Regions from separate parts of the Mus musculus genome. Here all the other regions are linked to region 5. The links are chromatin contacts, called in public HiChIP or PLAC-seq and promoter capture Hi-C maps. All regions are on one chromosome and are shown on one strand. Each heading gives the region's core, a stretch centred on a gene start, on an enhancer-like site or on the middle of the called end of the contact. The rest is flanking DNA. Distances are from core to core; before and after follow the strand shown.

What was found. Promoter capture Hi-C pulls out the DNA fragments that hold promoters and counts their contacts. HiChIP or PLAC-seq counts read pairs in DNA pulled down with a chosen protein or histone mark.
Region 1: a promoter capture Hi-C map of hippocampal neurons shows a contact between it and region 5, with 5 times the contacts expected there. The contact joins the enhancer-like site here to the promoter of Hdac2 in region 5. A contact is called at or near these places in 5 of 39 promoter capture datasets (cranial neural crest, frontonasal cranial neural crest, hippocampal neurons and 2 more), 4 of 115 datasets of contacts at active chromatin or transcription factors (astrocytes, bone marrow-derived dendritic cells, embryonic forebrain and 1 more) and 2 of 9 other capture datasets (adipose tissue and liver).
Region 2: a contact with region 5 is called in a promoter capture Hi-C map of maxillary cranial neural crest. The contact joins the promoter of Rfpl4b here to the promoter of Hdac2 in region 5. A contact is called at or near these places in 4 of 39 promoter capture datasets (cranial neural crest, maxillary cranial neural crest, second pharyngeal arch cranial neural crest and 1 more) and 1 of 115 datasets of contacts at active chromatin or transcription factors (large pre-B cells).
Region 3: a contact with region 5 is called in a promoter capture Hi-C map of second pharyngeal arch cranial neural crest. The contact joins the enhancer-like site here to the promoter of Hdac2 in region 5. A contact is called at or near these places in 7 of 39 promoter capture datasets (3T3-L1-derived adipocytes, the C10 cell line, cranial neural crest and 3 more) and 1 of 115 datasets of contacts at active chromatin or transcription factors (astrocytes).
Region 4: a contact with region 5 is called in a promoter capture Hi-C map of neural stem cells. The contact joins the enhancer-like site here to the promoter of Hdac2 in region 5. A contact is called at or near these places in 3 of 39 promoter capture datasets (cranial neural crest, hematopoietic stem and progenitor cells and neural stem cells), 1 of 115 datasets of contacts at active chromatin or transcription factors (large pre-B cells) and 1 of 9 other capture datasets (adipose tissue).
Region 6: a contact with region 5 is called in a promoter capture Hi-C map of hematopoietic stem and progenitor cells, with 6 times the contacts expected there. The contact joins the enhancer-like site here to the promoter of Hdac2 in region 5. A contact is called at or near these places in 7 of 39 promoter capture datasets (cranial neural crest, frontonasal cranial neural crest, hematopoietic stem and progenitor cells and 3 more) and 3 of 115 datasets of contacts at active chromatin or transcription factors (embryonic stem cells, large pre-B cells and pro-B cells).
Region 7: an H3K4me3 HiChIP or PLAC-seq map of embryonic limb bud shows a contact between it and region 5, with 9 times the contacts expected there. The contact joins the promoter of Lama4 here to the promoter of Hdac2 in region 5. A contact is called at or near these places in 13 of 39 promoter capture datasets (the 3T3-L1 cell line, the C10 cell line, cranial neural crest and 7 more) and 3 of 115 datasets of contacts at active chromatin or transcription factors (astrocytes, embryonic limb bud and stem cell-derived neural progenitor cells).

Annotation. Positions count from the first base shown.
Region 1 is chr10:38,552,928-38,557,184 of GRCm38.p6, forward strand. No RefSeq gene overlaps it. Among named protein-coding and RNA genes, the nearest start is that of Gm22911, 60 kb to the right of the region's middle. Within about 2 kb of position 2,359, at least 97 of the 459 cell types and tissues checked have an H3K27ac peak or open chromatin away from gene starts, as enhancers often do. A contact at or near this core is called in adipose tissue, astrocytes, embryonic forebrain and 3 more, where this site is marked.
Region 2 is chr10:38,819,771-38,823,567 of GRCm38.p6, forward strand. Rfpl4b (ret finger protein-like 4B) reads right to left here and starts at 2,009. Exons shown (of 3, transcript NM_001177783.1): 1 at 1,922-2,009; 2 at 1,032-1,833; 3 at 771-934. The coding sequence starts at 1,833. The coding sequence ends at 1,033.
Region 3 is chr10:38,849,466-38,853,563 of GRCm38.p6, forward strand. No RefSeq gene overlaps it. Among named protein-coding and RNA genes, the nearest start is that of Rfpl4b, 30 kb to the left of the region's middle. Within about 2 kb of position 1,941, at least 3 of the 459 cell types and tissues checked have an H3K27ac peak or open chromatin away from gene starts, as enhancers often do. A contact at or near this core is called in second pharyngeal arch cranial neural crest, where this site is marked.
Region 4 is chr10:38,906,982-38,911,134 of GRCm38.p6, forward strand. No RefSeq gene overlaps it. Among named protein-coding and RNA genes, the nearest start is that of Lama4, 56 kb to the right of the region's middle. Within about 2 kb of position 1,505, at least 106 of the 459 cell types and tissues checked have an H3K27ac peak or open chromatin away from gene starts, as enhancers often do. A contact at or near this core is called in adipose tissue and neural stem cells, where this site is marked.
Region 5 is chr10:36,972,038-36,976,138 of GRCm38.p6, forward strand. It overlaps Hdac2 (histone deacetylase 2), which reads left to right and starts at 2,507. Exons shown (of 14, transcript NM_008229.2): 1 at 2,507-2,766. The coding sequence starts at 2,715.
Region 6 is chr10:38,878,006-38,882,112 of GRCm38.p6, forward strand. No RefSeq gene overlaps it. Among named protein-coding and RNA genes, the nearest start is that of Rfpl4b, 58 kb to the left of the region's middle. Within about 2 kb of position 2,511, at least 25 of the 459 cell types and tissues checked have an H3K27ac peak or open chromatin away from gene starts, as enhancers often do. A contact at or near this core is called in hematopoietic stem and progenitor cells and pro-B cells, where this site is marked.
Region 7 is chr10:38,964,239-38,968,406 of GRCm38.p6, forward strand. It overlaps Lama4 (laminin, alpha 4), which reads left to right and starts at 1,277. Exons shown (of 38, transcript NM_010681.4): 1 at 1,277-1,911. The coding sequence starts at 1,717.

The DNA.
Region 1 (4,257 bases), core at 1,109-3,608, 1.6 Mb after region 5:
GATTGCAGTTTAGTGATCCCTCATGTCTGCAAACTCAGTTATCAGCTAAATTGGGTAAACATTATACCAACATACAAATATGTACATGTGTACATGTGCCGTGTGCTCAGTTCATAACACTTTGAGGAGCTTAATCATAAAATCTGAAAAATTCCTATTTATGATCTTCCTAAAAGAATTAACAAAAGTTCTTCTGGGTATTTAAACATATGTGTAAGGTTGGTTTTAATTTTACAATGTATCCTTTTACTTTAAGCAAACAAATAGTAGTAGTAGTAGTAGTAGTCGTAGTAGTAGTAGTAGTAGTAGTAGTAGTAGTAGTAGTAGTAGTAGTAGTAGTAGTAAATGATTGGCCTCATGGAGGTTATACTGATTTTTTTAAAGTTTATAATATAATTGTTAGGCTAGACAATACCATTCCTTTTCTGTATCTCCTCTCAAAACTCTAGAAATGAGTTCACAGTTGTGAATGTGGAAAAAAATTGTGTACTGCTTCCACAAGTGCTAACTGTGAGCTGGGAGAAAATTAGTCCATTTGCAGGCATTGGAAAACCAGGGAATCATTCCATTGTCAAGACAAGAACCAGCAGCTGCTTTGGATTCCATGTATTTCAAGGACAAATCATTCATTGACTCCTTTGACACCCAAAGTATGCCAATAATTCAATGTATTAGTTGGATGCAAATTTCATACAATAAGGTATGGAAAGCAAACTGTAATTGGGAGTGCTTGTGTGAATGGAGCTCTGTCCTTTGACAGAGCCCATTGTTGAACAGCAGCCTGAACCCCCGACCCTTTACTTTGCAAGGATACAATAGCCTTTGATATGAGGTGGTGGGAAAAAGACTTAGACACTCATTTCACATTCAGTTGCAATTCATCAGTTTGGCGGGGACTTTTAGCAGCTTTAATGACCACAGCAATTGATGGTTAAATCAATTTGTGCCGGTGACAGCATGGCTGGCCTCTAGACTGTAACAATCCAGGATTGCGCCAGGCAGAAAAGACTCTGTTATTCAGATGTGCGCGGTTCCTACTCTGCTCAGAGAGAGAACAATGAGAGAGTCTCTGGCTCAGGCAAGCTGGAAAACGTTCACATTCACTCCACTGCCTGCGCAATGTTGTGGCTTCTCTGTAAGGAGGTGCAGCGCATTTCATTCCCGTAAGTATTGTTGCGAGTAAAAATATACAGACGACAAAGATTTCTAACGTTTAACTATATCCTGAGAGATAGTAACAAACCAGAAAGAATTTAACCTTTGATTCCTTGATCGAACTGGGTGGTCCTACTCCTGCCACCACTGCGCACCCCTCCTCCACTTCCCCTCAAAAAAATTAGAAAAGGGAAAGAGAAAAGCAGCAGCAGAGATTACGATAGAGGAGGCTTATGTTTAGGAGGGAAAGGTGAGAAAACAACCCCACAGTATTTTGTGTAAAAAAGGAGGGAATATTGCTCCCTCTTCTGTTGATCAGAGGTATTTTTTTCCTAGTAATGATTTAAAAATACATGTTTACTGTGAAAATATGTAAATGTCAGCATAGTTCACTGAGTTGAACTGACCTGTTCAAGTTTCTTAAAATAAAAAGGCAAAGTAAGTATTTTTTTTTTAAGCTAAACCTACGTTTAACATTTAGGAATTCTGCAGGCATAACTGGCAATTTTTAAATGGGGAGAAGGATAAAATATCATCACAACAACATTAATTTTGGTTTAGTTTCATCAGTGAATTGCGTCATTAAATATAGGAATCAAGAATTAAACCATAAGCAAGACTTTTAAATTCTACAGAAAATGTGCAGCCTAAAACATACCTGTAAGATTAAGCAATGTGAAGCCAACATATTATTTGTATATCTGAATACTAATTAATGTCTGGCATAACGTAAGATACACAGATGACTGTAACAAACATGCAACTAAAGCTAATTAAAGGAAAGTTTCTTGTTTTTAAACATGTGTTAATGCTGCATTTATTAAACAAAATTTTTTAAGTAAAAAAAAAATAGTATACAAAAAGTATTAAATTCTACTCTGGACTGGATAAAATTGACTGTAAGGGTGGACTCTGACCCTGAGTTGCCTTTTATGTCCTATTAAGAATTAGACCAAATGATACAATTTTATTTTAGAGCTATGGTGGAGAAAAAAGAAAAGAAACCATGTCCAGAATATAAGCAGATCCATGGGAAATGGATGGCCCCGACTCGAAGCTATGGTGTTGTGGGAAAAAATGTAAACAAGGTTTTCGAACAGATTTGTCTAAACATTGAAAGAATATTGAGTCTGTACAGAGGAGGTCTTGGCACTGAGTCCAGAGCTGTGCTTGGTAACTGGGGAGGGTAGAGAAAAGGAGGAGAGTTTCCATGGCAACACTGGTGCTGAGCATAAATGGAACAGGCATGCATCTTCCCAAGGGAGGACTGGAGGGTGGAAAGTGGAAACGAGGGGTAAGGGCGGTAGGGCCCCCATGAAGATACTTTATGCTGAATAAGTGTTTTGTGTAACTGTGTGGCATGCTGGACATCACTGTGTGCATTCTGAGAGATATGAGACCTCTTAAAAACACTGCTGCCATGATCCAAGACAGTTCTAGGTGGAAATAAATGTTGTCTTACCATTTCTAGAGTGAACACAAATACACTGAACCCATCTTGCTTCTGATTTTGTTATGTCCCTTCAAAGTAGAATGAGAGGTGACATGAGTAAAGCTTTTTACAGATTATTTTTCTTTATTCTTGAGAGTCGTATGGAAATAACCCTATTTCCTTCTCTTAGCTGCAAAGGCAGGAAGATATGATTTCTCATTATTTTGAATGTGAAACTATGATTCACAACTTTGACACTGTTTCACCTTTCACAAGAAAGCATCCTCGTTCAAGGAACAAGATAAAATGAAAGTGAACATCATTTACCTGACTAGATTATCATTATTAATAATTTTATCTCATTGTAAATGCTTCAGTGTCAAGATTAAATTAGGATGGCATCAAGAAGAGGTGATAAGTTGCAGGCTAAACGCTATGGCATACTATGAAGTCAGCTTATGACCATACTTTCATTAGAAGTGAGATTGTGGCACCAACTTGCAGAGAGCACAATGCCACAGTACCATACAGGCTTTAATGTGTGTGAGCTACATTTGTGCCCAACACATTAAAAGCTCTGAGCTGTGACGTATGATATTTATGTCTATGAACTTTGTGAGAATGGTAGTCTCCATAAGAGAGCCTATGTACATATATCAGATGCTCAAGGCAGGTTTATTAACTTCCCAGAGAATCAGATAGATCATCTTCTGATCAAAACTATGAGAGCACATAAATGCACCAAAGTGGACATTTATTTACTATCATCAATATAGTATCCAACATGCATAGTTGTCTTACTTAATGCTCACAGATTTCTCAGTATGTCACAATGTGGTTCTCATCTTACAAGTAAGAGTGGAGAGACCCTCAAAGTTTAAATTATGTTAAATTTATATCTCTGAAGAAGCTGGAATTCCAGCCCAGTCCTACCTAACTCATTTATCTTATGACCCTTCAAGTTTCTCATATTTCTCTATACCAAAGAGTACTTTGATATAAAAAAGACTACCTTGTCCTCATCAGAAAAACTGAAGTACAGAGAATTCATTCACTATAATAACTCTGCTCTTTAGTCCTTCAAATCTCAAAAAATACATCTCAGTTCCCATTGCGCCTGAGATTTCAGAAGCCAGTGAAAGCCAGGAACTAGAATACAAAGTTGAACTAACTATCCAAGTGCAAAACCAAGATTTTGACATATGACAAATGGTTCCTGGCAATTGTGAGCAGAATAACAATGAATATTAATGGGCAAGTTTCTCTTCAGTCAGATGTATAGTCCTTGATACAAGCTTAGGGGTAGGATATAGCTGAATGATGTGGTAAATATATTTCTGGCTTTTCTCAGAATCTCTGCACTGATTTCCATAGTGGTTACACCAGTTTATGCTATCACCAGTAATGCATAAATGTTTCCTTTTCTATATGTCTATGCCAACATACTGTTACTTGGTTTTGTAATTTGTTTGTTTAGTGTTAAAATTATACATTCTAACTGGAGCTATTCACACTTGTCACACTGGGGCCATTCAATGTGGTTTTAATTTGCTCTTCTTGATGGATAATGATTGATGAGTGGTTGGTTTTTATTGTTGCTGTTCTTGTTTGTTTTTGTAAAATAAGATTTATTTATTTATTTATTTATTTATTTATTTAATGAGTATGAA
Region 2 (3,797 bases), core at 759-3,258, 1.8 Mb after region 5:
TGTTCCCACTACTACATTCTAGTACATAAATCTCCCTGTATCCCCAGAGGCCTGCCAGCATCAGGAACTGCCACTCTCCCAAATCCCCTGCCTGCCAAGTTCTCATAAAGCACACCCAACAATGGTAAACTGTACCCACTCCATTTTCCAGGCCACGACTCTGCCTGCATCCCCAGTAGCATGCATCCCCTGCATCCCACAATTTGCTGATGCTAGTTGTGTCTAAGGGACCTGTCGGGCAAGAGGCCTGGGGGAGAATCCCACCTGGTTTTCCCAGATGTTAGTGGGCATGGTGCTGGCTGGCCTCTGGGAATGCAGGCAGAGCTGAGAGCTAGACCACTGGCTTGCATCTTATGGCTCACTTAGCCTGCTTTTATAGAAAACAAGACCAATCAGCCTATGTGTAGCCGGACCAACAATGAGCTGAACATTATTGCATCAATCACTATTTTTTTTTGGGGGGGGGGGGTTGTTGTTGTTTTGTTTTGTTTTTTTTGTTTTTGTTTTTCGAGACAGGGTGTCTCTGTATAGCCCTGGCTGTCCTGGAACTCACTTTGTAAACCAGGTTGGCTTTGAACTTAGAAATCTGCCTGCCTCTGCCTCCCGAGTGCTGGGATTAAAGGCATGCGCCACCACGCTAATTTTTAAAATGCCCTACAGGCTTGTCTACAGCCTAATCTTATGGAGGCATCTCAATTCAGGCTCCCTCCTCTTAGGTAACTCCAGTTTGTATTAAGTTTACATAAAAACCAGTAAGCACGGATACTCTATATCCATAAAACATTGACAATATTTTACTGTAAAAAAAATATACAGTACACAGCTATTTGCCTACAACATAATTATCCCCAGAGTGATCTCAGGAGTCTATAGAGTTCATCAGAAGTCTTCCAAGTCTTAGTGCAATGCTTTACCTTGGTCCTCCAATCTTGCTCTGAAAGGAAGATTAAAAACTAATAATTGATGAATTACTCAAAGGCAGATGTTAACATGGGGGCACCACTTTTCCCTTCCACTGGCCTTTTCCTTACCTTAAAACAAAGGAATGAGCTCCAAAAAAGCAGAGATAATGATGCTCATAGGTAAAGTCGTTGCTTTTCCCATCACAAACTTGGTTTCTTCCATAGTCAAGGCTAGGAAAATCCCTACGTGGTAAAGGCCAGGGCTTCTATGGTGTCTTTCTGAAATAAAATTAACTCTGATTTCTCTCGTCTTCTCACCAAGCAACTGGAACTTATGTTCACGGAGTAAATAGATGTTCCTCCTGCTGACTGGTTCCTTGCAAATACCTGGAGCCCATTCGTTCCTTTTCTCCACATCAACTTCCCAGTGGCAGACTGAAAAAAAGTGGGAGTTGTCCACGACATGGGCTGAAGAAATGAATCTTCTGGGATCTTCCACCAAATTATGACCAGGCTTCCCACCCTTTAAATCATTAGAGGGTTCCCGGGAGGAGTCACCAGTCTTAGCTGCCAGAGCCGTATTCTCTGATACCAATCTCAGAAGTCCAGTGATCTGCCCTTTATGTTGCTTCAGTAAGGGGCCATGCTGCTTTAAAAGGATGGCCAGTTCTTTCATTACCCCATCATACTTGACAGGTCTCTTTTGTTCTTTTCGACACACGGGACAGGTCATTATCAAGTCTTCTTTCTTTGTCATCCATTTTTTACCGCAATCAAAGCAAAGTATGTGGGCGCAGGAGAGATAAATAGGATGAGAGTAAATGTCCAGGCAAATTGCACAGGTTGCCTCCATTTCCAAAATGTTTTCCATTAAGTTATCTTGTGAAACTTTTACATAGTGATGTTTAGAGTCCAAGTTCTCTTTCCTCATCTGAAAACCAAAGATAAAGACACAAACAAACGTTGTAGCCAGAGAGAAATAGGATTGTGAAGACAGACACACAGAAGTATCAGTTTACCTAGAGTTGGTGGTCTCCAGCAAAGGACTTAGGATCTGACCACTTGTGCTTCTGTATTTACTTGCTCAAGCTCTTGGTTGAAGTAATCAGGCGCTAGGGCTGGATGGAGCCTTATATAGTGGCTGTGACAGACTCCACCCACAATGAGCCATAAGCTCCACCCACAATGTGAGTCAAAAACTCCCTCTAAGAGTAAATCATGACTTTAAGTCCTACACTCGGAAGGCAGAGACAGATAGTTCTCTGTGAGTTTGAGGCCAGCCTGGTCTACAGAGTGAGTCAGCTAGAGCTACACAGAAAAACCCACTAAGTAATTAGATCATGCTGATTAAGATATTCATCATTTTACATATTTATCGGTTTAGAGGATAAGAACAAGTCTACTTTCTTGGTCATTTTCAATTGTAGGATACATTATTATTATTAATTATAGTCACCATGAATTCAACAGATTTGTAGAATTACTCCTCCTGTTTACCTAATATCCCTTCTTTTTCCTTAATATTCTTAATATTACTTCTCTGTCTGGTAAGAAAGGAAGAAAGGAAGAAAGGAAGAAAGGAAGAAAGGAAGAAAGGAAGAAAGGAAGAAAGGAAGGAAGAAAGAAAGAAAGAAAGGAAGGAAGGAAGGAAGGAAGAAAGGAAGGAAGGAAGGAAGGAAGGAAGAAAGGAAGGCAGGCTGGTGAGGTGGCTCAGCAGTTAAGAGCCCTGGCTGCTCTTCTGAGAGGTTCTGAGTTCAATTCCCAGCAACAACATGGTGGCTCATAACCATCTGTAAGGAGAACTGCTGCCCTCTTCTGGCATGTGGATGTATATGCAGCAGAGTACTCATACAATAAATAAATTTTTTTAAAAAGAAAAAAAAATGAAGAGAGGGAAAGGGATGAAAGGGAGGGAGGGAAGGAGGGGAAGGTATAAGTAATGTTGAGAACTTCCTGCTTCCACAGATATTTGGTTATAAAGAATGGGTGTGAAGGACTTGCAGGTCCCCTAGAAAGTCACTGTTCTGCAACACACTGGAATGGTGTGGCAAGCAACGGGTCTTGTCAGCAAAGCCCCCAGTGATGCACCCAACTAGTTGCAGATGCAGATGATACAGCAAATGCAGAACACTTTTGTTAGGCAGCATTCTCTAAAGTTCCCACAGAACTTACAGAATTTCTCTATATATTTAAATATATATATATTAGAATGACTTACAGTCTGCAGTCCAACTAATCCAACAATAGGCAACTGTGAATGGGAATTAAAGAATCCCATGAGGGTAGGTGTTTCAGCTGGTCTTCTGTATAAGCTAGAATCCAGAAGAAGTAGGTTTCAACAGACGTGCTGGCAAGTAAGTGCAAGCAGGCAAAGGAGAGTGAGTCTTTCTTCTTCCAGTGTCCTTATGTAGGCCTCCAGCAGAAGGTACGGCCCAGATTATAGGTGTGCACCACCACACCTGGACCTAAACTGTTCTTTACTTGGAACTTGCTCTGTCCCAAGCTGGGCTTGAACTCAGAGATCTTCTTGCCTTTGTCTCCTGGGATTAAAAGTGTGTACCAGCATGCCTGGGCCTAAACTTTTCACTGCCACTATGTCTCAAGATCTGGATGAAAAGCACGTGTCATTCCACGTCAAGTTTCAGATCAAACACCCGCGTCTTCAAGACCTGGATCACAGTGTGCCCTCCATTTCTGGATTGTAGTTCATTCCAGATGTAGTTAACAACTGGGAATATCCATCACACACTTCTCCTCCATTTTCTACTCCATAAGGATGAGATGCATTCCATGTTTTCCATTTACTCTATGAGGCTGTGGTAATGAATCCATATTAGGTAAGAAACACCAAAGAAACTATCATTTCTCATTGGTCTGCTCATTTTCCAGTTGGCT
Region 3 (4,098 bases), core at 691-3,190, 1.9 Mb after region 5:
GGATGCATTCAGATCCATAGGATTCAGATTTGAACAATTAAATTAGACAAGAAGTTTCCTTGCTGTGTGGAAATCAGTTTGTAAAACTGGTGATTACATTCTTGGCATCGCTGAGAACAGACAAACATTCTGGAGGTTGTTTTCCTTTTTAATCAAATCCCAAAGCATACAATTCTAATTAAGATGTCTGAATTATGTATTGTACAAGAAAGAGGAATATTCATGTAGGCTTGTTTTATTTATAAAAGAATGTTTGCATGACTCTCTTCTGCTACGGTCAGACATCAATTATTTAAAGTCAAGCCTTACATTTGGCCCAGTCTCTCCTTCTTTAATGTTAGTACCTAACTTCCAGCCAGTCTTCTGCAACAATGATGCCACAGAAGAGGAGAGATGCATGATACTGAACCATCACAGGAAGCGTTTTAGCTGAGCTTGGAAACAGTACAGATAAACAAAGCAAGAAATTTTGATGGGATGCATAGTACATCCAACTCACCAAATCACCAGAACTACCCGATGTTGGAAGCCGACACGGGGCTCACATGAACCAGGTTTCACCTGGGAGGCAAGCGGGAGCTGAAAAGACAAGGGAACTAGGCAATGGAGCTAAGTCAAGATTCCTGATCAAAGCTCAAATGTTCAATGGCAAATGCACTTATAAACGGAGTTGGGGGGGGGGCATTCCTGCCAATTCATTCTTGGAGCCTGGAACCAGCTGCAGGTGACAACAACGCTGCAGGATAGGGTGCAGTCTCCGGAATAGCTCAGAGGCCTCTCAGCAGGTAGCAGTGGCTGAACAATAGAGTGATCTAGGGAGGAAGGCTCCACCCTAGGTAATCTCCTTAGTGGCAGCAAGGTCAAGTTCTGGCTCAGCCTGCTTGGAGGCTGGGGGAGGCTACAACCGGAGTCTCTGGTGGTCTTCAAGATAATATAGCTGTTTGCAAGCCATGTCTTGTGTACACAGGCACAGGTACATAATAATGCTGAGCTATTGCCTGCCAGCCAAGGCTAGAGAAGCTCTATGCATTAAGAGTTTGAATGTCAGCCAGGCGTGGTGGCGCACGCCTTTAATCCCAGCACTCAGGAGGCAGAGGCAGGTGGATTTCTGAGTTCGAGAAGAAGAAGAAGAAGAAGAAGAAGAAGAAGAAGAAGAAGAAGAAGAAGAAGAAGAAGAAGAAGAAGACGACACCAGAGTCTTGATGGGCATGGGGAAAAGAGGGCACAGGTTGAGGGAAAGAGGAAGAAACGGGTGTCTTGGATGGCAAGGGGAAAAGAGGAGAGAATAAAAAGGTCCTCAAAAAGAGGTAGGTGTTCCTCTGCTCACTCTTGGTCTTATCCTTAGTCTTCTCCTCTGAAGATTGAGGGGACTCTTTAAAGACACAATTTCATGAGTAACAAGAATGCATTCCAAAAATATAGCTGTCTTTTGCTAACTTGTCAAATGAGAATCTCTTAACACAGTTAAAACACTGAATTAACACATGGAGGATAACTAAAATCCTTAACCTCCCTTAGAAAGATTGCAAATCCAAGCTTATATGGGGTATATAGGTCTGGTATTATTTTCACTAAGACTAGGAGGGTTTGAGAAAATGGTGGTAAAATTGTGTACTGAATGCCATTCAGTGGTGGCAAGGCTGAAGTCAGACCTATACCATAATGTGGTTTTCCACTGAAGCTACTTGGCAACCATCAGACACATTCTAACATTCAATTCCTTGATTAGGTCAATGTCAGATATTTGCTCTGTTGACTTATTATTATAAATTTAGTAGTAAAATTAGAGGTTTTATTAAATTTAAGTTAGAAGTAAATTAAAACTACAAGTTCAGTATTGGAGATGAGAGTCTGGTTTCCAGGAATCTCTTTCTAACTATGTGGACCCAGGGCAATGTATTTAACCTTTCAGACTAATTCTCTCCAGATGTAAACTGGGAGTCAAGAAATTATAGAGATGTAAGAAATAGCATGTGTGAAGGATTGATGGTTCTAGCATGTAGATGCCTCCCTAGTTACCACAGTGGTTACATGGAAGATGGGGAATTTATCTCTGCATCTCATACATTTACTGCCATTTGCTCAGCATTTACCCAACTAGAAATAAGTATGCTTTCTTTTTCTTTGTTTTTTTTTAATTCTTATTTGTATTGACCACCAGGATGTGTGTCACTTAATGTCTTTGACCTCCTGCTACCACATTTACACTGGGTATGTTACACAAATCACCTACTAACCCATATTGTTTGAAATTGAGTCCATCCTGACCCATCCAGTTCAACTAACATGGTTATAAAGTTTTTTTTTTTTAACCTTCTAAAGACTCCTCCACGATTTCTTTGTCAGCACTGGACATACTGTAATGGGGTTTCAGGGTTCTTATCTCAGAAGGACAACTGAGGGGCTCTCTTGGCCCCTAGTTTGATTCTTGATGAGGATAAAGCAAGCCCTAGTCAGGTGAATGCTAAGAGAGCACCAGCACTGGACAGGAAATTGAGTGAATGTCAACTAGAGAAGTTCAAAGGCTAATTTTAAGGTCAGGGTAATAGAGATGAAGATATTCTTTGGATTTTTGTTGTTTTGTTTTGTTTCTTTTGGATTTTTTGTTTTGGGGGTTTTTTGTTTGTTTGTTTGGTTGGTTGGTTTTGTTTTACTTTGTTGTAAAAGAAAACTAGTGGTAGTAGAGATAATGAATTGTCTCTTCACTGTCTTCATTATGGTGATTGAATCTCTGGGTCCCCAACTGACCCGTCCAGCAGGTCCAGTTATTGAGGGTCTCGAGGGGACCTTCTCCTAAGAACCAAATGGGGGGAGGGAGAGACGGACACCAAGTGCAGGAAGTGTCACTGTATTCAGCAAGGCTCAAAGCTTAAATGCACAAGCAAAAGGGGAAGTACTTCTCAGCAGGAGGAATGGGTCAATGGAAATGCACAAGCAAAGGAGGAAATACTTCTCAGCAGGAGGGATGGCAGCGGAATTTTTTTTTTTTTTGGCAACTATATGGGGAAGCAGGAACTTGGTGGTATCAGGGTACATCTTGTGGTCAGGACATCTGGCGCTGACTTAGGGCTGGAACATTCTGTGGTTGTTCTCGGAACGGTGCGTCGGTGGCCCGCTTTTGACTCCCTTTTCTTCTCGGGGGGAGAGGCCCAATTCAGAGATCAAGACAATAGAGTTGTCTTAATAGCTCCCAACTAGTCCACATAACCATGAAGGTTTTCTTTCAAATTTATGAAAGAAGCCTTTAGTAGTTACAGACAGTGAGAGAACATTTTATGAACAGCTTCCCTATTATCACGGTTCATGACACTTACAATGCAATTATTGTGGGACATATCATAACATAATTGAGTCTCTAAAACTGAAAATGAGAGGTAACGAGATACAATTCACAAGCCACATGAAACTCAAGAAGAAGGAAGACCAAAGTGTGAATACTTCGATCCTTCTTAAAAGGGGGAACAAAATACCCATGAAAGGAGTTACAGAGACTAAGTGTGGAGCAGAGACTGAAGGAAAGGCCATCCAGAGACTGCCCTACCTGGGGATCCATCCCATATACAAACACCAAACCCAGACAATTTTGTGGATGCCAACAAATGATTTCTGACAGAAGTCTGTTATAGCTGTCTCCTGAGAGGCTCCACCAGTGCCTGACAAATACAGAGGTGGATGCTTGCAGCCTACCATTGAACTGAGCACAGGGTCCCCAATGAAGGAGCTAGAGAAAGGACCCAATGAGCTGAAGGGGTTTGCAGCCCCATAGGAGGAATAACAATATGAACTAACCAGTACCCCCAGAGCTCCCTGGGACTAAACCACCAAACAAAGAGTACACATGGTGGACTCATGGCTCCAGCTGCATATGTAGCAGAGGGTGGTCTAGTTGGTCATCAATGGGAGGAAAGGCCCTTGATCCTGTGAAGGCTCTATGCCCCAGTGTAGGGGAATGCCAGGACCAGAAAGCTGAAGTGAGTGGGTTGGTGACCAGGGGGAGAGGGGAGGTAATAGACAGTTTCCAGAGGAGAAACCAGGGAAGGGGATAACATTTGAAATGTAAATAAAGAAAATATCAAATTTAAAAATCTAAACAAAAAA
Region 4 (4,153 bases), core at 255-2,754, 1.9 Mb after region 5:
AACTTTAGTAATACTGAATAAAAAGAATAAATGCATCCCAAGAGATAAGGTAAAACAGAAGCCGTTATTTCACAGCAGCATTGCAGAATAGCTAAAGGCAGAAGAGAGAGAATCTGGCTGTCTGGGTTCAAATCCAGCCCTTGTCTCTTAATACCCACAGCCCAGAGTGAGTTATTTAACCTTAAATGCCCAACTTAAAACACCCTAATAGCAGATCTTACTGCTGAGCTGTTAGCACTGAATACTAATGACTTCAAGAAAAACTGCTTCCTGTATACAGATTCAAATAAAAGCTTTCATTACGTACACTCTTTCAAAAATTTAACATCAAGAGGTTTTAGTTTCTTATAAATAGAAATGTGCCAGTCAAACATGATATAGAATCTATACCATAGATGGAGCTACTGCTCAGAAAGTCTCTTGGCCAAGGACAGAACAAGGTTTTAAGCATCCTGAAGGCAATTTGGGAGGTCATTTTTAAATCATTTATTCATTTTACATACCAATGTCAGTACCACTTCTCTTTCCACTCACACAGGTCCTCCCACCCCCCACCCCCATCCCCACCCCCACCACTTCTCCTCTGAGAAGGGGAAGCCACGCACCCTGACACTATTTATGATATTCACTTATGCTTACAGACAGGAGCCTAGTGTAACGGTCCCCTGAGAGGCTCCACCCAGCAGCCAATGGGAAGAGATGCAGAGGGTTACAGCCAAACATTAGATGGAACTTGGATGTCTTATGGAAGAGTAGGTGGATGGATTGAGTCTTGTGGAAGAATTAAAGGAAGAATTGAGGGAAGGAAGAGGACAGGAGCCTCACAGAAAGACCAACAGAGTCAACTAACCTGGACACCTGGGGGCTCTCAGACACTGAACCACCAACCAAAGAGCAAGCACAGGCTTGACCTAGGTCAGCCAAACATGTGTAAAGATGTACAGCTTGGTCTTGATGCAGGTCCCCAAACAACTGGAGCAGGGGTTGTCTGTGAATTTGTTGTCTGCCTATGGAACCCGTTCCCTTAACTAGGCTGCCTTGTGCTGCCTCAGGGGGAGAGATGTACCTAGTCCTGCAGGGAGGCCATTTTTAAGAACACAGAATTACAAACTGAGTCTGCAACACAGCCCTTCCTTTCTAGAACTCGGATATTTAAGAAGTCCCAAACTGAGTTATCCCCAGGGCCCTCCCAGCTCCCCCAGCACATTACAGCACAGAGCTGTTCCTGTGACTTGAAAGATCTCAGTACCCCTGTGGTAAAGCAGAACAAATGTAAGAATGCTCTACAAGATTAACTGCAGCGTAATCCTGACTCTGTTGGGAAGGTCTTGGATCCTCTTCAACTCAGCGCTGAGAGACTCCCAGAGTCTCACAGTTGGAAGGACCAAGTTGAAGCTTTTAATTGTGAGAGCATGTTTTACGTGCAACCAGAGACTGTGTGCTCCAGAAGGAGCAGGCAGACTTGAGAGGCTGCCAAAGAGCAGAGCCCCACCAGCTGCCTGCAGCTTGCTGAGAGCCGGCCTTCTCAGCAGGGCTGCGAGGGCCCACTCACCAAGCCTGGAAGATGCTTGCCTGTGACTCAATCTAAAAGAATACAGCCGCCGAGGAGAGAAAGCGGAAAGCTACAAGAAAGCAAAAACAAAGTGCTGTCCATGCTCTAGAACCGCAATGCAACCCTCTGAAATGGAAACACCAGCTGGAGACTTCACTATCAGAGAGGGAATGCTTTGTCGGCTCTTTGGAGAACAGGAGCAATGAAGGCAAACACCAAGGAGATATTTTCTTCATTCTCTCCCTCACTCCCCCCACCCCTTGCCCCAACTCCCGCTTCTTACAAACCATCCAAGACCCTTGCAGTTCACTTTATTTATCTCCACTAAGCAAATTCTAGATAGTAATAGAACTTCCTTTTCTTTGAAGATAAGCAGGAGGGAATGTTGTGTGTGTGAGAGAGAGCAGGAAGAGCGGTATCAGAATATCTTTATAGCTCATCTGGAAAACCCCTTCATTTAGTGGAAGACACCAGAGCTAATACAGGGTAGTGTTGAGCCAGCTGCAAACCTTTCTGGGTGGGTCCTTCTCAAATCTTTCCTAACTTCCCTGAATGCAAAATGGGAGAATCATAACACTTATCTCTCTGGAGGTAAGTTTACTTCTCTAAGGAGAAATAATAGACCTGTTCTAATATTTTAATATGAAAAGTCACCAACTGAATGCCCCCAATTTGAATATTTCTATAAGATGCTTGTTATCACTAAAATTGGTTGGTTTTTTTTTTTTTTTTGAATAATGCCCTGAAGAAGAACACAATGTTTGAGAACATGTCCCTGACATCTTATTAAAGTAACACTGTGTGTTTACATCTCAGCCTTCTGGAAATCTGTTCTCAGAAGGAAATAGGGACTTGTTGCAAAAGTAGAAAGTATGATCTTTAGCCCTGGGAAGCTTATGATTTAATAGAGTGATTGGCTGGACACAGAGCCACATAATAAATATGGCAGAAGCAAACATTTATACATAGCTGAGCACAGCTGCATAGGTTTACACAGGTGCTAAATAGCATACGCAAGAGAAAAGTTAAAACAGCAGGGCTTTTTACAGCATTTGGCAACTAGAATATAGAGCAATATAAGTTTAGAAAAATGCTTTTTTTGGTGCTGAACAATATAGAGAGGCTAAGGAAATTCAAGACAGCAGTGGGGTAAAAAGAAACTCCAGATTATAGAAAGGGCATCTATGATAGATTAGAAATGAGTAAAACTGGATTGCGGTTGAAAATTATTTATTGAGTATATCCACTGTGTCAAGCATTTGGCTTTATGTGAATCATGCCATTTAACTCTCTGAGGCTCGGGGAAATTAAATGACTTGATGCTGGTTTACTCTGGCTCCAAAGCTGCCCTCTACAGCGTTTAACTGCACTGTCTTGCTGTTGTATAATAGAAGAGGAGAGACGAGGACTATTTGAGAAACAGCCAGGGAGACTCATGACTGCTTACCTAGCCCCACCAAGCCACAAATGAAAACTGCAACAGTTCCAAAGCTTGTTGAAGAAGCCAGGAGTTAGGGATGAGGCAGACTGCCCACAGCATGAGGGTAGGGTGGTGGTGTGTGGGAGGTGTCAGTTGGGGGAGGTATACATAGATACTACCCAGGAAAAGTCAAGCCATCCCAACTCTGTATGGAGGTAATCAGGAGGATACTAGTAATTTACCCAGTGATAACACCAATTAGTAAATGAATAGGGAAAATATCTGCTGCCCTAATATGTGCTTTACAAAGCAGTGAGTTCCTAAAGATCATGCCATGCCCCTTAATCTACTCACCAACACAACAGAGAGTTTGGGATCAGAAGAGACTAGACTTCAACCCTACTGACTCTGTGACCTTGGATAAGCTTTATTCTGTACAATTTATAATGTATGCACACTAGGTCTATTTTAGTTTTATGGAGAAAATCGATTGGTTTGATATCAACAAGAAACACACAGAGTTTGGGCCATTGACAGTGGCCAGATGGCTTCAGTATTGCTATTGAAGACATCATAAGACAAGCAAAACACTTCTCAAGATCTTGAAAGTAGACAGAGGCATCTCCTTTTCTTTTCTGCATAGCTATCTCAGTCAATACTGTCATCTTCATGTTAAACAGAACTCTGCCACTAAGATTGTTTGGTGAGGCAAGTACATTTTTCTGTGGGTGGTACTACCTATTTGTGTGAAATGAACTCCCTAGGTAACTACAATCCCCATGAACACTGGTAACCATGCCCTGTCACTCTGGTGGATGACCGATCACCCTCCTGATCTGAACATTTCTGCTCAAGCTTTGAGTTCCTCTCAGACTTTCTGTGATGCCATCTCAGATACAATCACACCAAAGTTTGCATTACTGCTTAAGGACGACACCCACATTGTCAGGGGTTTTGTTTGGGTGCTGTTCTGTCAAGATGATGTGGTGTGGGGCAATGAGCTCAGTCTATTGCAGCTGTTCATCATTACCCAGCTAGGCCCACGAAGCTTCCCAATTAACCTTAGTGTGTAATAAAGCCAATCAGCGAATGAAAACAAGAATTTCTCACTTACTGAAATGATGTTTAGCTTGTAATTGCTGCCTAGGAATGTCAAATCCAGAAGAAAACATTAGGGAAAT
Region 5 (4,101 bases), core at 1,257-3,756:
GAGCAGGCACCATGACCAAGGCAACTCTTATGAGAACAACATTTAATTGGGACTGGCTTACAGGTTCAGAGGTTCAGTCCATTATCATCAAGGCAGGATCATGGCAGCGTCCAGGCAGGTGTGATCTAGGAAGAGCTGAGAGTTCTACATGTTCATCTGAAGGCTGCTAGGCGAAGACTGACTTCCAGGCAGCTAGGATGAGGGTATTAAACCCATGCCCACAGTGACACACCTACTCCAGCCTCTTCCCTGACATTTGAAGTTAGGTTCTACTGATGCAAGGAATAATAGCGGCTATAATCACTCTTATCAAAATGGATATTACATCTCAAATAGCATCTGCTCATATGGTTTAAATATTATTCCATGTGGATTATCTTTTTTTTTTATTGCTGAGAACTGTGGTTTTATTAATTGGTTTTTTTTTTGTTTGCGTTTTTTGTTTTTGTTTTTGTTTTTTTTAATGTCAAATGGTAAATTTTCATTTTATTTTATACTTTTTAAAAATTAGGTATTTTCTTCATTTACATTTCAAATGCTATCCCAAAAGTCCCCCATACCCTCTCCCCCCCAGTCCCCTACCCACCCACTCCCACTTCTTGGCCCTGGCATTCCCCTGTACTGAGGCATATAAAATTTGCAAGACCAAGGGGTCTCTCTTCCCAATGATGGCCAACTAGGCCATCTTCTGCTACATATGCAGCTAGAGACACGAGCTCCGGGGGTACTGGTTAGTTCATATTGTTGTTTCACCTATAGGGTTGCAGACCCCTTTAGTTCTTTGGGTATTTTCTCTAGCTCCCCATGTGGATTATCTTAAGAGGGTTTCAATAGTCACATAAGAAAGTCTCTCATTTTAGGGGTGAAGACCACTTTAAAAAAATTCAAATGGCTTGCTGAAAGCCACAGACACTAGAGAAATAATTATGTTTAGGGTAAAGTCGGCTTGTCCTCTTGTGAAACTGTGTCCAACGGAGACAAGCTGAGGAATTATGGGCAATGATAACATGTTAAATGTTGAGCTAAATGTATTAAAAAGCGCAAAAAAACAGGTGTGGTGGGGGAACAGAGGCTAGAAGTCTCCCTGAAAAAAATCAAGTCTTATTTCCTACTTCCCCCGTGTTTGGTCTGGGGAAGAACAATAGTGTTTGCTTAAGCATCTCATTCTGTTTTCAAAACCTTGCATGGTTGACTTGGGAACTGATAGAGAAAATGAAGCAAACAATACTCTGTAATCAACATTAACATCAAAGCTAGCTCTCTCCACTGTGGTCCCTGACCCAACCACGTTAATCTCCCAGGGTCTTGTTAAAACTGTAGGCTTGGGAGAGAAGTGGTTGTGGTGAGGGGTACCTTGGAGTAATTCTAAGTCTCTTGGGGTTAAGCCTGGAAGATTGGTGCTTTATGTATTAAGAGTCCTGGGGATCCGAAAGTAGAAAAATAATGATTTTTGTTAGTGACTCAGTATGGTTCTTACTTCAACACCTCCTCTTAAGGGAGGAAGTAGTGTGTGCATGTAGCTGGAATTTTAAATAATAACAGTTCAGGTGTGTGAGTATTTCATTAGACAGTCAGCTTCCATCCTTTATGCATCCTTTAAGCAGGTTGGTTTAGACAGGTGCACAATAAACGCCAGGCTATTAAACACAGGGACTCCAATATTTAAACCAATTCTTTTGAATTGTCTGGCTAGAAGCACATCCAGTCTGATAAAGTAGACAAAGCACGTGGAGTCTTGAAAAGTTCGACACCCCTTCGGTCCTCAGATGACTATTATTTAGCAATTGAGAGCACTATACTCCTTCTTTTGCCCACACCTATAAGGAGATGGACATGGCACGTACATCCCAGCACTTTTGACAGCTTTAAATGGTGTTTATTACGAGCAGGTATGGATGCTGGGAACAGTGCTTATACCGAGTCCTGGAAATGCTTATTAAACCCAGGAGATACAAGGAGTCTGCCATTAACCTCTCTGTAACTCAAGAGTAGTTATCAGGAGCCAATGAGGGAGAACAAGAGAATTGAAACACGTGGGAATATCGGACCACCAGGTAGCGGGTGTGTGTGTGGGGGGAGGCAGCCCTAGGGAGCTCTCAAGCCGAGGCCCCTCGGGGTCCCCGCGGCACGTGGCGGGCTCGGGCCGGAGCGTCGCGGCGGTGGGGGAGGGGAGCGGCATGAGCCCTGGAGGAGGGGTCTAGACTGCCCGGGATTCGTTTGAGCAGGCGCGGAGTGCGCAGGCTCGGCCCAGGCGCAACCAGTGCGCGTAAGACCGAGGGGTGAACCTCACTGCTGCGCGTCCGGGTCTCTGAGCAAGGGGCTAAAGTCCGCTTGTGCGCACCTCCGGACTGTGTGTGACTACCCGTAGAAACACTACTGTCGCCCTGGCCGGTGGCGTCCACTCCGTCCCGGTCGCTCCCTCCCGACCGTAGTTGTGGTGCCCCCCTCCGCGCAGCCGCAGTGGTCGCTCCCGCCTCGCAGCCCCGCCGCCCGGAGGCCTACCCCTGCCGAGTGTCGCGCGTCGGCGCCGCTGCCTATCCCGCTCTGTGCCCTACGGCCCTCCCGGCACCCGCCGCCGTCCCGCTCCGGGCTGCCCTTGCTCCGAGGGCTGCAGCACCGGCCGTCCCCGTCAGCCCTCTTGTCTGGCCGCCGGGCCGCGGCGGGCGGGAGCAGCCGGAGGAGGAGCCGCAGCCGGGAGGCGGCGGCCTGAGCCCATGGCGTACAGTCAAGGAGGCGGCAAGAAGAAAGTGTGCTACTACTATGATGGTGAGTGGCCGAGGAGCCTGCAGCCGGGATGCGGGGAGGGCGCGGCGGGGTGTCGGGGGTGGCAGCCCGCGGGGACACCAACACGGCCTACCCAGCGGTGGCGTCTCGGGGACGCCCGCCTTCGCTCCTCTCGGGTCCTCTCGGGCACACGCAGGTTTAGGGTGCACTGCCTCTGACCGGTCTCCCGAGGAACCCCAGTTGGCACCCTGGGCCTGACTGCACAAAGCTGGCGTCCTGGAGCTCCGCCCCACGTCCCTGTCCCCTCCCCCGCTCTCCCGGTCCCCCCTTCTCGCCCCCGATCTGTCCGCGCTGCGCTTCCAGCCTCACCCGGGACCCCGGCACCCGGGTGGGGCTGCGGAGGAGTTACTGCTGGCCGGTGGCCAAGTTCGCAGAGCGGCGCTGTCTCGCTGGTGTTTTGCGTGGACTACATCCCTCGCCTTTGTTCGCGTTCTTCGAGCTCCACTTTCTCAGGGTTCAAATGGAAGGGCTGCACTTCCTCGGTGACAATTAAGGGGTTTTGAGTTGGAAGTAGGTAGGTCGTTGGGAAGTGGTAGGAGAGAGGAAGCGTGCAGTTGTTCTTGTTTGATGGGTCCTGGCATGTCTCTATGGGAGGTTATTACCTCCCCCTTCTTTGTTGCTCTTTGTTCGATCTGCTATAATACCCTGCTCTGGGGGGTTAGGAAAGAACACCGGCATCTTGCTTAGGAACTCTTCTACTGTGGTGAAGACCTTGCTGCAGGAAACTTTGAGAAGTGGACTAAATATTCACAATGCAGTGAACGGTACAAGGTGACTGTAAGGATTTTCTAATTTGGAGTATAAGTAGTAATAGTCTCTGGGTTCAGTTACACCAAATGGAATGGTGCCCTGCCTATACAGATTTCACCCAAGACATCAATAGATAAACCATTGAGAGAAGTAATAAGGAAATTTGACAGAACTTTCGAAGCTCATTGATTGAACGCTTGATCTCCACAAAGCAATATGAAATTGGGAGCGTTTTCTGTAGTTGTATTGAAGTCACAGTGTTTGGAGAGGTAGATTAGAGAACTAGGCTGAATGAAACACTTAAACTTGTTAAAATAGTCGTGCATTTTCTTGGTTTGACAGAATCTTTTAATACAAGCTTTAAATAAAATAGCCACCTGTCATTGGCTGGAAAACCAAAAACCTTACAGAAAGCTAGGCCAAAATGGAAAAGGCTGTTTTGTTTTTTGAGACAGGCTCTAAGTTGACCTGGCTGTCCTGAAACTCACTGTGTAAATGAGGCTCTAACTCATAGAGATCCACCTGCCTCTGCCTCCCAGATCCTGGGATTAAAGATATGTGCCACCA
Region 6 (4,107 bases), core at 1,261-3,760, 1.9 Mb after region 5:
GAATCTCACATTTGCTTCAGGCCAGCTCCTGGAATGAACATCTCCACAGCCCCACAACCCCAAACTCTCCAAACTCCTGCCAAGTTCTTCAGTCCAGCCACTCCAGGACCATCCTAACAGCTAGTTTCAAGCCAGCCCATCACAGAGCTGGCCCCTTTTACTTTCTGAATGAAATCTCCTTCTTGTCTGTTTTCTCCTCTCCAACAGCATAGTGATTGAAAAGCGGTCTTAAGCCTAGCAGGTTTTAATGAGAGGTGCGGCCTGGAACAAATTCCTGAGTCAATGTGCTCATCTATGCCTTCAATAATAAGCCTGCTTTTAAATGTTTAGCTCTTAGAAATTTTAAAGATCACATGAGCTTTTCTTACTACTTGCTTAGATTGACACCACCTGGGCCCTTGTTAGGTATTTAGAATCTCAAGGCCCTTCTGGGCCTTAGAACCAGCATCTACATCTTACTGGCTTCCCAAGATGGTGTATACACATACATGCATTACATTTTAAGCAGAGCACTGGAAGCGTTGAAATTCACTAGACACGGGGCTGTCTCTTCTTTAAGGCTGGCTTTTATGCACAAACTGGTTTGCTTACAGTTTTTAAATCCATCTATCTACTATGAAACCAGATGAGGCTGTGGCAGGATTGGAGGTGATTAAGACAAATAAAGTCACCTTCATGCCTCCCTCTGATAGTCATGATCCTAGAGGTGCATAGCTAGTGAATTAAAAGAGCTCTTGTAAAGCTTACACACATACATGCACATATATACACATACATACATACATACACGTGCATACACACACACACACACCTGATGATGGCCTGCTGCAGAGCCTGTGGCCTGCTTCAGACAGCAGGGCCTCACCCAGTTGTCCTTGGACATTGTCTGGTAAGAGTGAGAAGTTGAGATCAGATGGGGTGCAGAAACTAGGATGTGACTATTCAGAGTGAGAAGCAACATGGAGACCAATAAATGCCAACACGTGGAACAGAAAAGTGGGACGCAACCCTGTCCTTGTCAAAGATTTCTGGAAGGAGATACGATTTGACACAAATCAAAAGGTTTATAAAGTTAACATGTTGAGTGGAATACCAAATATAAGCTGAGCTGCCCTAATCTCCGCATCGAAACCTGAAATTCTTCAGAATCTGGAACTTTCTGGGTACGGAAATGATGCCATCCATGGGAAAGTCCACATCAGAACTCATGTGACCCTGCAGTCCAACCTCATGTATATGAAAGCAGGATTTCACTTTAGAGACATGGCTTCATCAGGAACCCCCTGGGCGCCTACATTTAAGTCAGTTTTCTGTGCCTTCAGAAGGGCCAAGCTGGAGATTGTCTTAACTAAGCATTTATTTCTAAGTTAGGGCGGGTCTATAAAAGCTAAGGGAAAAAGAACATTCCATAATTAACTGAGGTATTTGGGTCATATCCATGGAACTGAGTGAGGTCATCTGCAGATCCGTGTCAAAGGCAGGATGCCGAGTACTTACTTAAATCCCTAAGTACTGCATGTTCATGCCACCCTGTGTTTTACTGAGCATGAGAAGTTTTGCCTTTGACTTTTCTCAAAGCGCTGGTAGAGGGGCTGGAGAGATGGCTCAGCGGTTAAGAGTACTGACTGCTCTTCCGAAGGTCCTGAGTTCAAATCCCAGCAACCACATGGTGGCTCACAGTCATCTTTAATGAGATCTGATGCCCTCTTCTGGTGCATCTGAAGACAACTACAGTGTACTTAGATATATTAATAAATAAATTAAAAAAAGAGCTGGTAGAGGGCTGAGATCATGAGGTCTTTAAACTCTATGTGGTCAAAGATGCTCTAGAGGAAATTCAAACATCCCTAATTCAAACAAGCCGATGTTTACTGAACACCTGCTCAGTGCTGCTGAGAGGTTGAACTTCCCTACCTGATAAGTGAGCCAGAGCCAAGTCCTGTCCATTTTGTCTAAAGGGAAAAGAGAGAGATGTGGTAACACAGCCAAATGTTACCATCTTACCCCTCCCTGTTTTTACAATGAGCTATGTTGCCTCGGTGCAAGGTCTCCATTACTTTCCAGATGAGAGGTCTGATTTCCTTTCTTGATCTATTCATTTTGAATGGATGCTGGCTTGCTTCAGCTGAGTTATCAATCCAGTTTCAAATCCAGATATTAAAAAAAGAAGGAGGAAGTGGGGAAGGAGAAGGAGGAGGAAGAGGAGGGGGAGAAGGAGGAAGAGGAGGAGGAAGAGGAAGAGGAGGAGGAAGAGGAGGAGGAGGAAGAGGAGGAAAGGTGGGGAAAAGAAAATGATGGAGTTAACTTTAGCCCCTGGACATGTATTCTTAACCTCTGACTTCTTGATGTGCAATTAACATGCCATTCCCCATATGTAAAAATTGTAGAAAGTACCCCAGAGAAATTTCCCATCATCACTGGTAGAAAGCCATTACTGAGTATATTGCTGTGGCTCCGTGGTGCATTTCCTCATTTTTTATGTCTACACTCTTCCTCTTGACAATGTTGAGTTCAGGGTAGAAGTCGAGGAAACTTACTCACTCGGAAGCTTAAAAATAGAAGTGTTATTTTCTGAGCACACAGGAAGGCAGCCAGTTCAGGATCTGAACCACCTCCCCAAAAGGAGACTGTACAACATTTTTATAGGATGGGAACACAAAGCAAGCGGGATGGGGTGAGATGCTGCATTGACCAATCATATTTTGACACGAGGGGTTAAACAAGGAAGTTAACATTGGTGACTGGGCCTTATCTAGAACACCTGGTTTCAGGGTCTTTGAGTCAGCTTTTGCAGACAGGTCCTTTCCTGGACTCTGGCCTGGAATTTTAAAATGATTAGGAAAACAGGAATGAGCCAGCTGCATGTAGTCCATTAAGTCAAGAGACGCAGCACATTCGTGAGTTGTGTGTCTTAGCTCAGATAACAGGATAACAGCATCTTCCCTTTTTACATCCTGTACTGGTTACAAACAGGAAACACCTGAAGATGCAGGATAGGCATTGGGTTGACCCTGCTATGGAGGTGGAACTCACCCCTGAGGTGGCTGAACTCAGGAAACTACCTCTTAACAGAGAAGACATTATCGGTAAATATTTAAAGAACTAAATGAAAGGGTAAATAAATAACAGAAAGCAACTCGGGTGTCTTAGCTCCTGCCCGTGGAAACTAATGCACCACAATGCGAGTAAAAGGAGAGAAAGGCTAGGAGAAAAGGCCTCATACAGTTCAAGGAGGAAGCTAGCTAAAAACAAAGCTAAACTGTGGTGCTTCGATATGCTTGGTCCAGGGAATGGCACTCTTGGGAGTGTAGCCTCCTTTATGGAAGTGTGTCACAGTAGAGGCAGAGCTTTGAGCTCTGCCTGGTGTGAGACATGATAGCCTCTCTTCCTGGCTGCCCTTGAATCAAGATGTAGAACCCTCAGCTCCTTCCCCAGTATCATGTCTGCCTGGATTCTGCCATGCTTCCCTCCATGATAATAATGGACTAAACCTCCGAAACTGTAAGACAGCTCCAATTAAATGCTGCTCTTTATAAGAGTTGCCTTGGTCATGGAGTCTCTTCACAGCAATAAAACCCTAACTGATACATATGCCCAAAAAGAATTCTGGAGATCTGGAACCTTTAAAACATGCAGGAGAAATAGCAGAAGGTGCTACACGTGAAGCATCTTTTGCTATAATATTGGTGAACAGAAATGTAACCAGCAGCTTCTATAGCAGAGAAGTTAGGGGCATTTTTTACAAAGAACCAAGCAGTAGATAGTAGATTCCCTTACATTCGAAATATGAAGAAGAAAAGGAGGATGAGGAGGAGGAGGAAATGAAGGGAGGGAGGAAGGGAAGGAAGCAAGGAAGGAAGGAAAGAAGGGAGAGAGAGAAAGAAAGTGAGAAAGACGACAACAGTGAAGAACTAGAACAGGATGGAAGGCAAGAGGAAGAGAAAAAGGAACAAAGGAGGGGGAAGGGGAAAGGAGAGAGGAGAGGGAAGAAGAGAAAGAGAGACAGAGATACCCAGCCCTTACTTCATAGCTAACTAGGAACTATACTCACTCTACTAGAAAGATGGCATCATGCACAAGCCAGTGCTATAGAGGAGACATCAATTT
Region 7 (4,168 bases), core at 27-2,526, 2.0 Mb after region 5:
AAATAAAATAACTCATGCAAACTGTTGGTGCATAGAAAGCACTCCAAAAGTGAAAGAGACCACCTACCCCCCACCCCCACCCCCACTATCTCTATGTCCCAGCTCAGGCTTTATCTTATCAGTTTTGGTGTTACAAACTTGAATCAGAGCTTCAGGCCAAGAAGGCTCATATTTAAGCTTCAATTCAGCTTTCTATCAGCTGGGTGGCCCTGGGGAATCGCTCATTCTTCTTCCACAGCAAGGAAATAAAAGCCCTACTATGCGAGAATGCTGTGGTGTTTACAAATGTGTGGAAAGTGGCTGGCACATGGTAGAGAATAAACAGTTGCTTATGTGTATAGCTTTAGAGCCAACAGCCCATTCGGTGAAATGGGGCTCATGATAATGTTCACAGAGTTGCCTTACTGTGTAATTATAATTCCCAATACCTTAAAACTGGCCTGAGTGTCATTATATGGCTATCTTGCTCATCTGATCATTTTTAAGCACTTTGGGGCCTTCCCTCCAGAGATACCTAAAGCTCTGACCTGAAGCCCATGGAAATAAAGGCACCTATCACTGGCAGTGGATACTAGTCAGCTCAAGGGCAGCCCAGCGTAACTGCAGCCTGAGTTCTATGGAAGCCTTGGAAAGGTTGCATGATTCAGACAAATGTTGTAGGCATGAGATTGCAGGCCAAGAGGAAGAGGTCGGGCTACTATGAGCTGTGGGTCGCATATTCGACAGGCTCATACACTGCATGCCTTGTTCTGGGTCCTTCACAAAGCACCTCTTTAGGGAAAACAAGATGTTCTTTGTAAATAAAAGTTCATGCATTTCAATAATGAAGTCATTTTCTAGTACTGTAGTGAAAGATATTCTCTCCAGCCCTCTGGGTGAGGACTCCACAGAGGAAGAGGAGTGGCCAGTGAAGAGCCACAGGCTATCCCTAGAAAAGGAGAGGAGAACGCATCCAGAAATGGACACCATGCCTCTGGCTCCTGAGGTCATCTACCTCAGGTTCCCTCCCGCCCCTGGAATCCTTTTTCCACCCACTTTCCTGTACACTAGTGGGGGCCACATACAAATCTATATAAATATAGATCAGACATCCGGCGCCTTGGCTGCGTAAATAAGGGATGTGGGGAAGCAATCAGGAACGCTGAATATTCATTTCGAGTCCTTGGAGAGACTCCAAACTGCGAGGGGGAGGGGGAGGGGGAGGCGGCGTCTAGGAAAGGCCTGACCTCGGGGTCTGAAAGCCAACTTGAAGTGGGAGGGCCTGGAAGGGGAAGGTGGAAAGGGAGTGGTGAGAATGAGTGTGGGAAGGAAGCCAGAGCCGCGCCGACCTCAGTCCCAGCCGCCAGGGAGAGGAGGTGGCCAGGAGCGCTCGCCTCGCTCATGCCAGTCTGCTCCCCTGCCTTTTGATGTTCACAGGGCGCTAGCTCCATCCATCTGTAAGTCCCAGAACCCAAGTCTCAGGAGCGGCGGGAGACCGGAGACAAAGTGAGAGAGGTGGATGGAAGCGAAAGACAAGCAGGAGAGAGAGAAGAGACCACGCTGACTCTCACTCCCTCTTCTTTAATACAACAAAGTTGCAACTTGGGCTCCTGGATCTAAATACCGCAGGTCCAGAGAAGACAAAACACCAGGCATCACTGCATCTCTTAGGGGGTACCCACCAAGACCTCCAGGTCCTTCACTCCAGGAAGGGCCCTGTTGAATATCTGCAGAGAGATGGGTTGGAGCACAGCTTGGTGCTCAGTCCTGGCCCTGTGGCTCCTCTGGTGTGCTGTCTGCTCCAACGCAGCGTCAGGGGACGGCAATGCGTTTCCTTTTGACATCGAGGGGAGCGCAGTGGTCGGCAGGCAAGACCCATCGGAGACTAGCGACTCAGGCGTGACACTGGGACGCCTGCCGCCTGCTGCTGAGGTACAGTACCCCCTGCCTTTGCCAACCCGCTCCACACCTGTGTCTACCGTGTCTATGGGCTGGGCCACAATCCTCTTTCTCTCTCCCCATCTGTTTGATAACCTAGGCTTTCATCTGGGCTAGGTCTCCTCAGTTGAAATAAAGGGCTCTGTTTTGAAAGTTTGACTTGGACGTCAGTTGAAAGTTGAGGCTTCCAGTGAGAGTACCCTTCATGTCTGCGTGGGTCTGTTAGACTACATGAGAAATGTATGCAGTATGCAGTGGTGGTCTTTTGGTGTGTTCCAATAGCCATTTTGTCAAACCTTGGCACTTACTGTAAGTGCCCCCTCTCTGTCTCCCTGCTCCTCTTTGCTGTTTGAACAATGAGAGCAATATCACTAAAAAGACCTATCCTGTCTCAAACTAAACAAAAGGTCTTCTGCAAGGCTGGGGTGCTGGGGGTGGGGGTTGTCTGTGAAGGAAGCTGTTAGAAAATTTCAGGGCAGATACCTTAAACAAAAGCAGACCATTCTAATCCAGAAGCAAGATTAAGTCAAGCTCCACTCCCAAAGTAAAGCTGATCAGGATATACTACTGGTCTAAGGTTTATTCAGTGAGCTACTGTTTTTATATATCAAGAGACTTTTCAGTTGAGAAATGGCTGAACTGTAGACATTGGAGGAGAAGGATGGGTCCACAGTAAGTGATTTAAGAGCCTCTGCGCCTGGATTACAGTAGCATGTCCAGGCTGTGGGGGATGCGAAGGAGGAGGAAAATGAAGTCACCTAAGTTCATGGGAAAGGAAAGATCAACTGACCTAACACCACACATGTACAACACACACACCACATACCATACAACACACATACACACAGCAAACATATAACACACACAAATATACATACCACACACACACACACCACACTCACACAACATACACACATACACACCACTCCACATACCACACAGCACACACATGCACACCACATACCATACAACACACATACACACAGCAAACATATAACACACAAATATACATACACACCACACACGCATACCACACTCACACCACACACATATACACCACTCCATATACTACACAGCACACACATACACACACCACACACTCATAACATATACACACAGCATATACACACACAGCACACACACATGCCCACACTAATATATCCATGTCTATAGCAATCATACAGCTAAAGTAGTGATGCAAGTTGCTAAAAGTCACTGAAGTCTCAACTGTTGCTCCTAATTCTACCTTCTGGTAATATAACTACAGCTGTTATTGTTGATTAAAAATAAAATGCAAGATGATCCTTAAGTAAAAGTCCTAGTGGTGCTTCCTCAAAAGGGAGGCAGGTGGGTAGAACCAGAGTGTACCAGTCTCTCGTTTCAGTGCATAGGGTCTACCTAAGGCTCTTTTTTGAAAGGGGCTTCTGATCACACCCAGTCACTGGGGACAGGTCAGAGCAGCCAAACTCCATCCATCAATGGAGAGGAATTGCCTCTCTGCATGCTTGGAACACACCCAGGCAACATTATCTCCACACCTGTTGCTTCCAGCAGGGAAAGTCCCTGAATGAAATGCTTGCCATAAGGACAGAATTGATATTGAGTATAATTCAATTAAACTTGAATTGCAGATAAACAATAAATAATTTTTTATCGTGTCCCAACTGTATGCTAGATTTTTTTCAATATTCATCTTAATTCAACTTATCTAGGCATCCTGTGTTTGAATATGTTAAATCTAAAGAGATGATCATATCATGCATAGTGATTTTTTTTCTGTATTTGCAACTCATAATAATTATTTGAATGTTAGAGGACCTTAAAGTTAATATTGAGACTATGAGCAATTTCTCATACAAGCATATGTCCAGGGCAACGTTAGCAAAGCATTTTAGAGGGCAGACTTGCTAAACATGCTTAAAGCGCAAGCATCTTGACTTTACCCAACTTGCTGATGAAAGAAACAAAACTAAACGCTCAAGGCTTAGGGAAATTATTGACAGCTATTTTAAACTTTATGTTGTTGCCGTGGCAAACGTATTACAGTGTCTGACATAGGTAGAAGTGATTGAACATGCTGAGTTATTACCATAAATGGGTTACATTATTTTTTTTAATCCATATTTGGTGCTATTTCTCAGAGACTTTTATGCTTCTATCTTACTTAATGTTTGTTAATATTGGATCTATGTTTGTCTGTATTCTTCCAGTCAGAAAGACTGTCCCATAGTAGGTTAACTGTGCAGTACCG